Regions from separate parts of the Zea mays genome. Here region 2 is linked to region 1. The links are chromatin contacts, called in public Hi-C maps. All regions are on one chromosome and are shown on one strand. The core of a region is the stretch at or near the end of the contact, and the rest is flanking DNA. Distances in the headings are between cores, read along the strand shown. Region 1 holds the start of LOC100304161 (transcription factor TFIIIB component B'' homolog). Region 2 holds the start of LOC100281909 (cortical cell-delineating protein).

Region 1 (5,130 bases), core at 1,136-3,635:
GGAGACACAAAATTGTATGAAAGATGATGATAGAAAATTCATAATGTATTTTTAACATAGATTGTGGTGTCCGCTTTCACCTCAGAATTTGAAATTAAAACTCAAATATGTGGAGAAAAAAAATCTTGTTAAGAGATAAATTGGACATAGTGAAATAGTTGGGCGAGTAAATCAAACCAAATGTCAGAGGGTTATCCAGAGATAGGCCAAACATGTGTAATTTGAAGTTTTCCAAAAAAAAAATGATTTCTTAAGAAAAATAATGTAAATATGGAATAAATAAAGCTACTATTCTCCTAAAATACTCTTATTTCTAAAAAATAGAGAGATAAACACATCAGAAGAAAAAAAATCCTACCAGCTCTTTCTGAATCTTCTTGTTTTCCTCTGCATATCTTCTTTCCAGTTCCAACTTGGATGTAGAATCATCCTGAAGAGTCACAAAACAATCAGTGGCATGTCAAGGATAACATTCAGGGCAGACATAGACAAATATTTGAAATTCTAACGTCTTAGGCTAATGGTGCCGACAATCATGGTAGAAATAATGTAAGGAATCAAATCTGTCAATTGTCAAATGTCATTCTGATACAATAACTTGTAAAGAGAAAGGTGTTCACATTACAGTTATCCAGGAGCATGTTTCTTCTAATGATAGGTTTTTTCTGTCCTCTTTTTTGTGTGTGTTTTCTGGTTGAGCGAGGAGGGGTGCAGGTATTATGATAAAATTTCATGAAAACTAAACTATTCAGTGTAATCAATAGCATCAAAAAAGAAGAAAGAACTACCGCGATTTTTTTTAACGTGATGGTAGGAGCTCTGCCTCTCAATTAAGAAGAATGGAATTGACCCAGTTTTTTGGAAAATCGGGCCTAAAACCTACACAGAACGCACAGTAGAAAAACCGGCGAACGACCTAACAAACAACTTAGACAATGACAGTCCCCACACACAAACACATCTAGAGTCATCGTTGCCAAACTCAAACACAAGAGACGAGCAGCTCCGACTTCCCAAGACGAGCCGCACACTGCCAAAGCAACTCGACGACGCTTACATTCAGACACCGACGCAAGGAATAAGACCGCGGCGCGCCATCGTTGCCAAGCCTCAACACACCCACACGAGGCAGCTCCGATTCTTCACCACGAGCAAAGATCCACAACGTCGAACTCCGGGAGCGAGCAGACGCCTAAAGCGACAAAGGCCCGGACACCATCGAGCCAAGCGGAGTGACGAAGAGCCTCCACAACACGGACACCATTGAGCCAAGCGGAGCGACGAAGAGCCTCCACAACACGAACGAACACACAAACTGCAGGTCTTCTGGGCCGCACCTTCAAGAAGGAGAAACGACGTCGAAAAGTCGTCGCCGCCCGCCTGGTACAAACCAAGCAAAGTTTCCTCTGAAGACCTAGCAGAGCAGTGTAGATCGCCAGCACCAAGAAGAAAGCTGAAAGGTCAGCCACGCCGATGTCACCCCGCCAAGCCATCGCGTGTTGTCACCTTCTGCCGTCCACCGACGCACCAACCCACCAGCCCCAACCCTCAGAGCCCCAACGCCGGTCGAGCACCAGCGAGAGACCTAAGAAGGCCAAGGCGAGGGTTCCCGCATGGGGCGAGAGGTCCAAAGACGGCACCCTCGATAGGGTAGGGGTGGCGCCCGCGGGCGTCACCGCTGTCCGCCTGCAAGCGAGCATGGCTTTCGTCGCAGGACCTCCCACCACACGCCGCAACGCACGGAGCCAGCCGGCCCTGCCCACACCACAGGCCGAAACGAGAGGCGGAGAGATAAATCTAGCCGGAGAGGCTCAAGATCCGGCCCCCAGCCCCACGACCATGACCCACCACCTGCAGAAGGCACCGCTGGCAGCCGCAGATCCACCAACGCCCCCGATCCAAGCACCACGCTACAAGCACAAGCGAGCCACGCCGCCGCCGCAGCGGGCCGGCCGCGTGCGTGGGCGCCAACGTCGCCGGCCAGCCACGGCCATGGCCACGCGAGCGCGGGCACTACCGCCACGGGCTAGCCGCACGAGCCACCATGGTTGCGGCCACAAGGCCACCTGCCCATGCCAGCAGGGAGGAGCGGCGGACGGCGACCAGCCCCTAGATCCGGCCAGTCAGCCCGCCGATCCGGCCTTCCCAGCGGCGGATCAGGTCGCCGGCCACCTCCAGGAAGAGGGAGGAGTGGAGTGGGTGGAAGAAGGGAGGGAAATGAGTGAGAGAGCAGTCCCGCCGCCGCCCTCCTCGCTGCTCGTCGAACTTCCGGCGAGCTGCTCCGGCGACGGCGGGGGTGAAGACCGGCGGCGGTGGGTGCGGTCGATGGGGAGCCGCCCGTGTCGCCCAGAGGAGGATGACGTCAGAGCAGGAAAGAAATTAGGCTACTACTGCGAATTTTTAGAGCACAGTATTTCCATGAACACCGAAGTTAAATCCGTCCTTTTAAGATAATATGCTATGCAGCAGGTGATCAGCACAAGATCCATATTTATGAATCTGAGGGAACACAAAGACAAATGATATTTAGGTGGAACTAGGGACACCTCATCATCTGATGTTTGTGATCTACATGTATTCCCTTGTCCTGTTGCCTGAAAAACAATTGAAGGCACCAATCATATTACACTAGGAACGAACATGGCATCATTTGCTCACATGCAGTAAGATTATTTAGTACGTACAGAGTTGGACGTGGATACTTCATGGTCCACATCTGAATCAAGAGATCCATCCTCTTCCTCTGTTTCCTCAGGCACTGGTGAGGGAGGATTGGCAGGGACATAGACCACCCTCAGCTTGAACTCCTCAACTAACTTACCTGGTGCTTTACTGAACTACAAGCCACAAACGTTAACGTTACACAATACTACTGTAAAAGTAAGCAATGCACAGTGCCATTTAGACTCCAGAAACCCGAGTTCTACCAGAATTTACCATGTCAGGGACAATGTCCTTCTGCGTCGTCCCCTCCTCCACAGCAATGCTCTGAACAAGAAACTTGTCCTTGCAGTGGTAGTCCGGGGGCATCTCCTTGGGCGCTTGCATCGTTACTACACCAATCTCATCAGAATATATAGCAATGAGAACGATTGATCAGACCATACGACAAAGAAACACGAAGCAGACGACGCACTTGTGATGCCACAGGATCCCCTGGGCGGCACGACACCGGAGGCAGAGCGCACCGAGTACTTCCTAGGGTTCGTCGTCTTGACCTGCAGATTCGGAGAGATACACGGGGAGACAAAAACCAGTCACTTTAGCCTGACTCCGATGCGCAAGGTTGCACCTTTCACTAGAACGAGATTCGTTCAAATTTGCCACCTTGAAAGCCACCCACCGGTCGGTCTTGTTGACGAGCTCAAGACACGCTGAGTTCTGCTTCCTGAGCTCGACTGCTCACGGCATCAAACACACAGACGGCAGCGAGGACCCGATCAGTCCGATATGCTGAAGAACGGTAGCTAGGATATCCATATAATATAAGCACTTACATGGCATCTTCAGGTCGGAAGGGTAGACTCGAAGCAGCGTGTTGCTCATGGCGGCGATCAAGGAACAAGGATCAGGAGGGGGGGAATTGAGCGCCCCGCTTTCTCCTATCCAAGAACCCGAAAACTGATGGAATATCCAAGGCGGGGCCACGGCGACGGTTGCTGCTCCCGGAAGCAAAAAAAAAAAAAAAAAGAAAAGAAAAAAAAAGAAAAAGAGTATCGGGGCACGAGAGAGACAAAGTGTGACGGCTTGACGAGTATGGTTGGCAGCGCGGAGGCGGAGCTGAGGCCTGAGGGGGGCTCGGCCTTTTGGTAGGGGGAGAAGAACTGAATCGGAGGATCAGATGGGCTCGGGCTCGAGAGGAGGGTGGAGTTTTGGTTGGCATAAAAAGGATGAAGGTTTGGGAGGCCGAGGAATGATTGGTTACGGCGGTGGCCGTCCGTGCCAATCAGGGTCTCCCTCCCTCCCACTGCAATCGTTTCGCCATTTCGCGCGTTGGTTGGCTGGAGTGGTTGGATTCGGGCGACCCCAGCGCGCAGCGCCCGTTGCCCGTTCGGATCGGCTGGGGATCGCGCCGCCCACCCACGCTGGCTTGGAAAGGGACGGACGTGTACCTTGCGGCCGTGACGTAAACTGCAAAAAGGTCTCTCTCTCTCTCTTTGTGAGCCTGGGGCCTGGGCTCCGCGAGCGCCGCAGTGAATTTTGACAGAACTTCGATGTCCACCTCATTTGAGAATCGGTCGTTTACCGGAAAGTCTACAGTTTCCGCAGATTGCCCCATTGGCCATCGCTGTCGGTACGATCGTTAGAATGGTGGTTCAGACGCAAGAATCTTGCTCCCCTTCTCAACTGCGTCCCACGATCTAACATGATCGAAGATATTACCAGATGCACTGTTGTTGGTTGGTGCTGCATTATTGGAGTTGGAGGTCAGGTCTCGCAAACAATGATTCTAGGTTTCGGGAGCGCGAGGCTGTCTAAAACTGTTTCGAGATTCGCATGGGTCAACAACACCTTCCTCGTTTCTCCTTCTCATTCCGTGGCTTTCACGAATCTTGATATATATGTGGTAAGGGCCGTAAGGCTACCTCCAGCAAGCTCCTGTAAAGCCTTCTGTCCGATATATCTAGCGGACGGCAGCGTCCCGTACCGCTCCAGCAGCAAGTGATAAACCAAACGCTAAAATATACCGAACGTTGTTTAGCTGCTATATTTGACGGATCCTTTATCGCTCGAAGCTGCAAGACAACAAGTCGGAGTGGTACGAGGCTGTAGGCTCTGAATAAATGGGACCCACGTGGAGGGGACGCTGAAATAGTGATTTTAATTGATTATTTAATATAGAGGATGAGATATAGAGGATATTGTTGGAGAAAGTGAAGATATAGAGAATAGAATATTTTAGAATGATCTATAAAAAAATAGAGAATATTTTTTTAAAAGATGAAATTTAAAGGAAGTTGTCGGAGACAGCCTATCAGCCGGAAGATAAGTACACGGTCGCCTACCTTAAGGAAAAAACTCGGCTGTGCGTAGGAGTCTTTTCCTTTACTCCAAGCTCTCTTGCTAGACATGGCGTTATATTCGCATGTCCTACTCTGATAGTGATATCCCATTTCAAGTATATGTAAA
Region 2 (4,658 bases), core at 2,028-4,527, 180 kb before region 1:
GCCGACAGCGTTGGCCTAGATTCCTTCCTTGCGGACCCGCTTGGCGGGGACTTGGTCGGTCGTCTCGCCTCACAGACTTGCTCGACGGGGACTTGCTCGGTGAGGACTTGTTCAGTCGCCCCGCCTCAGACTTGCTCGGTGGAAACTTGGTCATTCGCCCTACCACGTAGACTTACTCAGCGAGGACTTGGTCGGTAAATGGGCCAGAGAGAGGTTTGTGGGAGTCGCCTTAGGTACCCCGTTCGTGGGTACCCGACAAAAAACACAACAAAAAAGTCATAATCTTGAGCCACCATGAAGAGACTAAAATATCAGATTATGCATATGAAAGATTGCTATGGTGCCTAAATCATTTATGGATATCAATAGCCTACTGAAGGAAAGGGAAAACATAGCAAAGATGAAAATAAATAAAGTGATATAGATAGAAGGATGGTTAGATCAACCTCCTCCTTATTTATAGGACAATTACACATTCATAGCTTGCCCCTGGGTAATTAGAGTCGAACTACTAAAACCTTGGGGCATTATGGCCCAACTCAAGATATGTAGATCTGATGGTCATGAACTCTTTACAACTTTGCTTCTCATCGATGCAAGCTTCGTGATGATGCCACATGTAACCTCTAGTTTTGACCGGAACTTCATCCAAGTTTTGAGGTCCAAACTCAAGAAACCGAGTCCCTAGTGGTTTTGATACCCAAACCACCAAAAGCCTCATGATTATCATATCTAATATGATCTCGATGTGTGTCACCATCAGGCCTTGACCATCCAATCACTAAGTACTCTAGCGCCTATGTTTGACTTGGTCATCCATCATAATGACTTGATCAACATAGTCTACTATTCTATGTACTCTTGCACTTGTTGATGTCCATAGGTGTCAACCACCATAGTTAGTCTTTTGGCTTCTTTGGTTACTCAGTCCAAGCCTCGGGGTCCATCCTTCATCACTCTCAATCCATCGACACAAACCTGTTTGAACTTTACCTTCGTCATCGACCACCGCCTTTGTGTTTCACACCTACGCATCATAGGCCAAAAGACATGTTGCACAACACCACACTCACGCTAAGGTTAGTAAACACTAAACCAAAGCCTCATGGACACATATCAACCATGTGTTCGCAATATAGGGTCTTTTAGTAGGGACACATGTGTTATGGCTCATGGACTGTAGCTAGAGTAGGAGATCCAAAATTTCTGGTTTCATTGGATTTGTGAGAGGAGGCATGAGAGAGAGAAATAGAGAAAAGAGATTCTATAAAGAATACGTGAACAATATATGAATAGTAGTTGCGTTAGAGAAACCGGAGCCTATAACAGTTCTATTAAACATGCTCTTAAATTGTCCGTTCATCAGATTACTGGCAGTATGGAGTGTCAATCGCCAGATGCACAGATACTTACACTGCATGGCGCCACACCATACAATAATAATCGAGCCTTTCGACCCGCAAATATACTTGTGGGCAATGACGCAATGTCCCATTTATCTATATAAAATTGGTCAAACTTGAAGACGTTTGATGGCTCAATAAGCCTAAAGGGGTGTTTGGTTACTGGGACTAATGTTTAACCCGTGTCCTATCGGATGTTTGAATGTCTATTACGATTATTAAATATAGTCTAATTATAAAACTAATTACACAACTATAGAGTCTGAATGACGGAGCAAAATTTTAAGTCTAATTAATCCACGATTAACAAATATTTATTATAGCATCATATGATCGAATCATGAACTAATTAGACTTAAAAGACTCATCTTACCATTTTATCCTTATCTAGTTTTATAATTAAACTGTATTTAATATCTCTAATTAGTATTAAACATTCGAGGTGACGAGACTAAAATTTAGCTCCCGACAACCAAACACCAACTAGAACACCTTATATTTAGAAGAAACATGGGAGGTACTAGATTGTTGCAGCATATCTAATTTCAAGTAATCACCGTCTAACAAGCTAGCTAGCTCCTATGACTATATATGTTGTCTGCTCAAAATTATCTTTATCATTGTAAGCTATTTTATCTTGATAGGGACTAAGAATAATATGACACCCACGACGGGTGAGATATTTTTATGTTTTATGACAATGACGCATCTAATAAGAATATATTGCTGAAAATGTAGCCTCCGTCAAATTGCAAAAGGTTACTGCCTGCGATGATGGATAACAGAAAATGTTTTTTAGTCAAATGACATTATCACAACACGAATATCAGATGGCGAAACTCCCAATAATATTTGTTCATAGTACACAACCATTTGTAGAACAGAGATTTTATCAATCCTTGATTATAGAGGACATATTAACAGCCTGTATGGAATAATGCAGAAGAAAAATCCGATTCTTGCACTTGTTCTACGAAACTAAAATGATTCATCCGAAATTCCCGCATGATTCTTGTTGAATTCTTTAAGCCCAAAGTATTAATTAAAGTAAATAAAAGCAGGGTCACACAGTTTCCTTGGAATCAAAGGAGTACAAGTGTACAACGGTGGATAGGAAACATAGACAAATAGCACTGCATGCAGTACCTAGCGCTAGCCTACGCCTACCTAGACCTTGAAGAAGATAATATAGGCACGCAACGCAACACGCTTCACTCAAAAAAGAAAATGATTTGACTCACACTAGCTTCATTGTCTAGAGTACTTCTACATTCAGAACCAAGCTAACATGACAAAGCAAAGACAAAAGAAAAAGGTAGAAGGAGACAGCCAATGCATGGGCTGCATGCATGCGAAGTACGTCACACGCGCAGCTATCTATCAGAGTATCTATCAGGCGCATATGAAGCCACTTGGGAGGTTCTTGCCACAGTAGTTGATAATGAGGCTGAGCTTGACAGGGATGTCGACGGTGATGCCGAGCACGTTGGCCTTGATGGCGGTGCAGAGGCAGACGGCGGCCTCCAAGTCGGCGAGGCCGCCGAGGATGCTGCAGCACGGCTCGGCGGGCGGGTGGCCGACCTCGGCGCTGACGAGGCCCAGCACGTTGGCGCACGCAGCGAACTTAAGCGCGTGCTTGGGGCACTTGCCACCGGTTGAAGGCGACGGCGGCGTCGGGGTTGGCGGCGTTGGCGTCGGGCAGCCGCCGCCGCAGGCGTTGGCCACCGTGAAGAGGACCAGGTTGAGGGCCACGAGGAAGAAGGCCTTGGACGATGCCATGGAGGCTGAAAAAAACCCAACAGCACTGCGCAGAGCAGAGGGATGCTTGCGGACTGGACTGGTGGGCTAGGGATAGGAGGAGCGCTGGTGCAACTGGAGTGGAATAAGCTCAGGGGGAGAAGGGCATTTATAGGGAAGAATTGAACCAAAGGTCAGGAAAAATCCTATTTACTGTACTTCACTGTAACTCCTCCTACACCACTTCCTGAACTTATATAGAACAATATATATATACCCTAAAGTAAAGTACAACACTACAGCGACGTGTGTCCTGTGTTTATTTTCGTAAATGTAATCTTGTTTTCAAGAATCAAGAATTACGTTCTTTACTGAATTGTTGCTGCCTGCTTTTTATCTTGAATTTGAGTATCATATTAAATTTTATGCAATTGCTACTTTAACTTATAAAATGTTAATATGGTAATGAAAAGAGATGAACAATTTACTTGTATATACTTCAACGCTACAAACTGATAAATTGTACAACAACAGTAGCAGCCTGACAGTCTTGGACCTCTTGGTAACCAATCCAACATGCAATACTTGCAAGCGAAGGGGCACCCATGCATGTGGTGTGGATGTGGCAGTCACAAGGCTCCAATAGGGCATGGCGGCTTCCGCAGCTCGTGGGCCGCCCCGGCTGTGCCGCCAAAGTGGCAATGGGCCACATCTCCCCAATCCCCCCATGCCAGTCTGCCTGCCCCGCTGTGCCGGCCCCGAGTGATTCACTGCTCTTGAGTCATGATACCGAAAAAAATTTGGTGCAGCCGGCTGCAAACCAGGATACTTACAGCCTCTCACATAAAAAAAATTGAGCCTATCTACAGCAGCAATAACATAACTAAAACGTTATCTATTGGACCTGCAGGTAGGGTCAATCCTCCTTTTTTATGAGGGGCTGCAAATATTCTGATTTGCAGCCGACTGCACCAATTTTTTTTCATTTGACACGGGGTGTGTGGTCATGTGGCTGAGGAGAGAAACAAATGCAAGCGACGACTACCAACCATGCAAGCTGTCCTCATCAACAATAGCTTTTTGACTCTTATCGCGTCGATTTATTTTCGAAATAGGTAGTACTATTACGAGAGCAACGACATCGATACTCACAGATATCGGTGCTGGATGCACATCAGGCGTGAAAACCATGGCATGTCTGTGCCGGATTTCGGTTGTCGGCTCTATTGAATATATGGTCAAGAGATAAATATAATTCATGAGAAGGTTAATGGTTAGTGTAACGGTTTATTAGCAAGAGTCTATATATACATGAAGGGACCGGCGTGCTTAAGAGAACATCTTAGTTGTTGTCATTGTTGAGAACTACGTTACCACGGATCGCCAGATCCGCTCCCTTCCCTTCCGTCAGCAAATTAGGCGCGAGAAGCTGTAGAAGACCCGTCTCCCTTCCCATAAGCACGACAGAGGAAACACACGAGACACTGGATATAGGGTTGGGCCTCTGGCCTCTTTCTG

What was found. A called contact is a pair of places that touch in the nucleus more often than the background predicts.
Region 2: a contact with region 1 is called in a Hi-C map of leaf, with 4 times the contacts expected there. The contact joins the promoter of LOC100281909 here to the promoter of LOC100304161 in region 1. A contact is called at or near these places in 2 of 25 Hi-C or Micro-C datasets (ear and leaf).

Annotation. Positions count from the first base shown.
Region 1 is chr5:196,773,536-196,778,665 of Zm-B73-REFERENCE-NAM-5.0, reverse strand. LOC100304161 (transcription factor TFIIIB component B'' homolog) reads right to left here and starts at 2,385. Exons shown (of 11, transcript NM_001350089.1): 1 at 359-2,385. LOC100191760 (vesicle-associated protein 1-3) reads right to left here and starts at 3,850. Exons shown (of 6, transcript NM_001385239.2): 1 at 3,498-3,850; 2 at 3,328-3,398; 3 at 3,137-3,218; 4 at 2,938-3,053; 5 at 359-430. The coding sequence starts at 3,546.
Region 2 is chr5:196,956,339-196,960,996 of Zm-B73-REFERENCE-NAM-5.0, reverse strand. It overlaps LOC100281909 (cortical cell-delineating protein), which reads right to left and starts at 3,277. Exons shown (of 1, transcript NM_001154828.2): 1 at 2,480-3,277. The coding sequence starts at 3,182. The coding sequence ends at 2,796.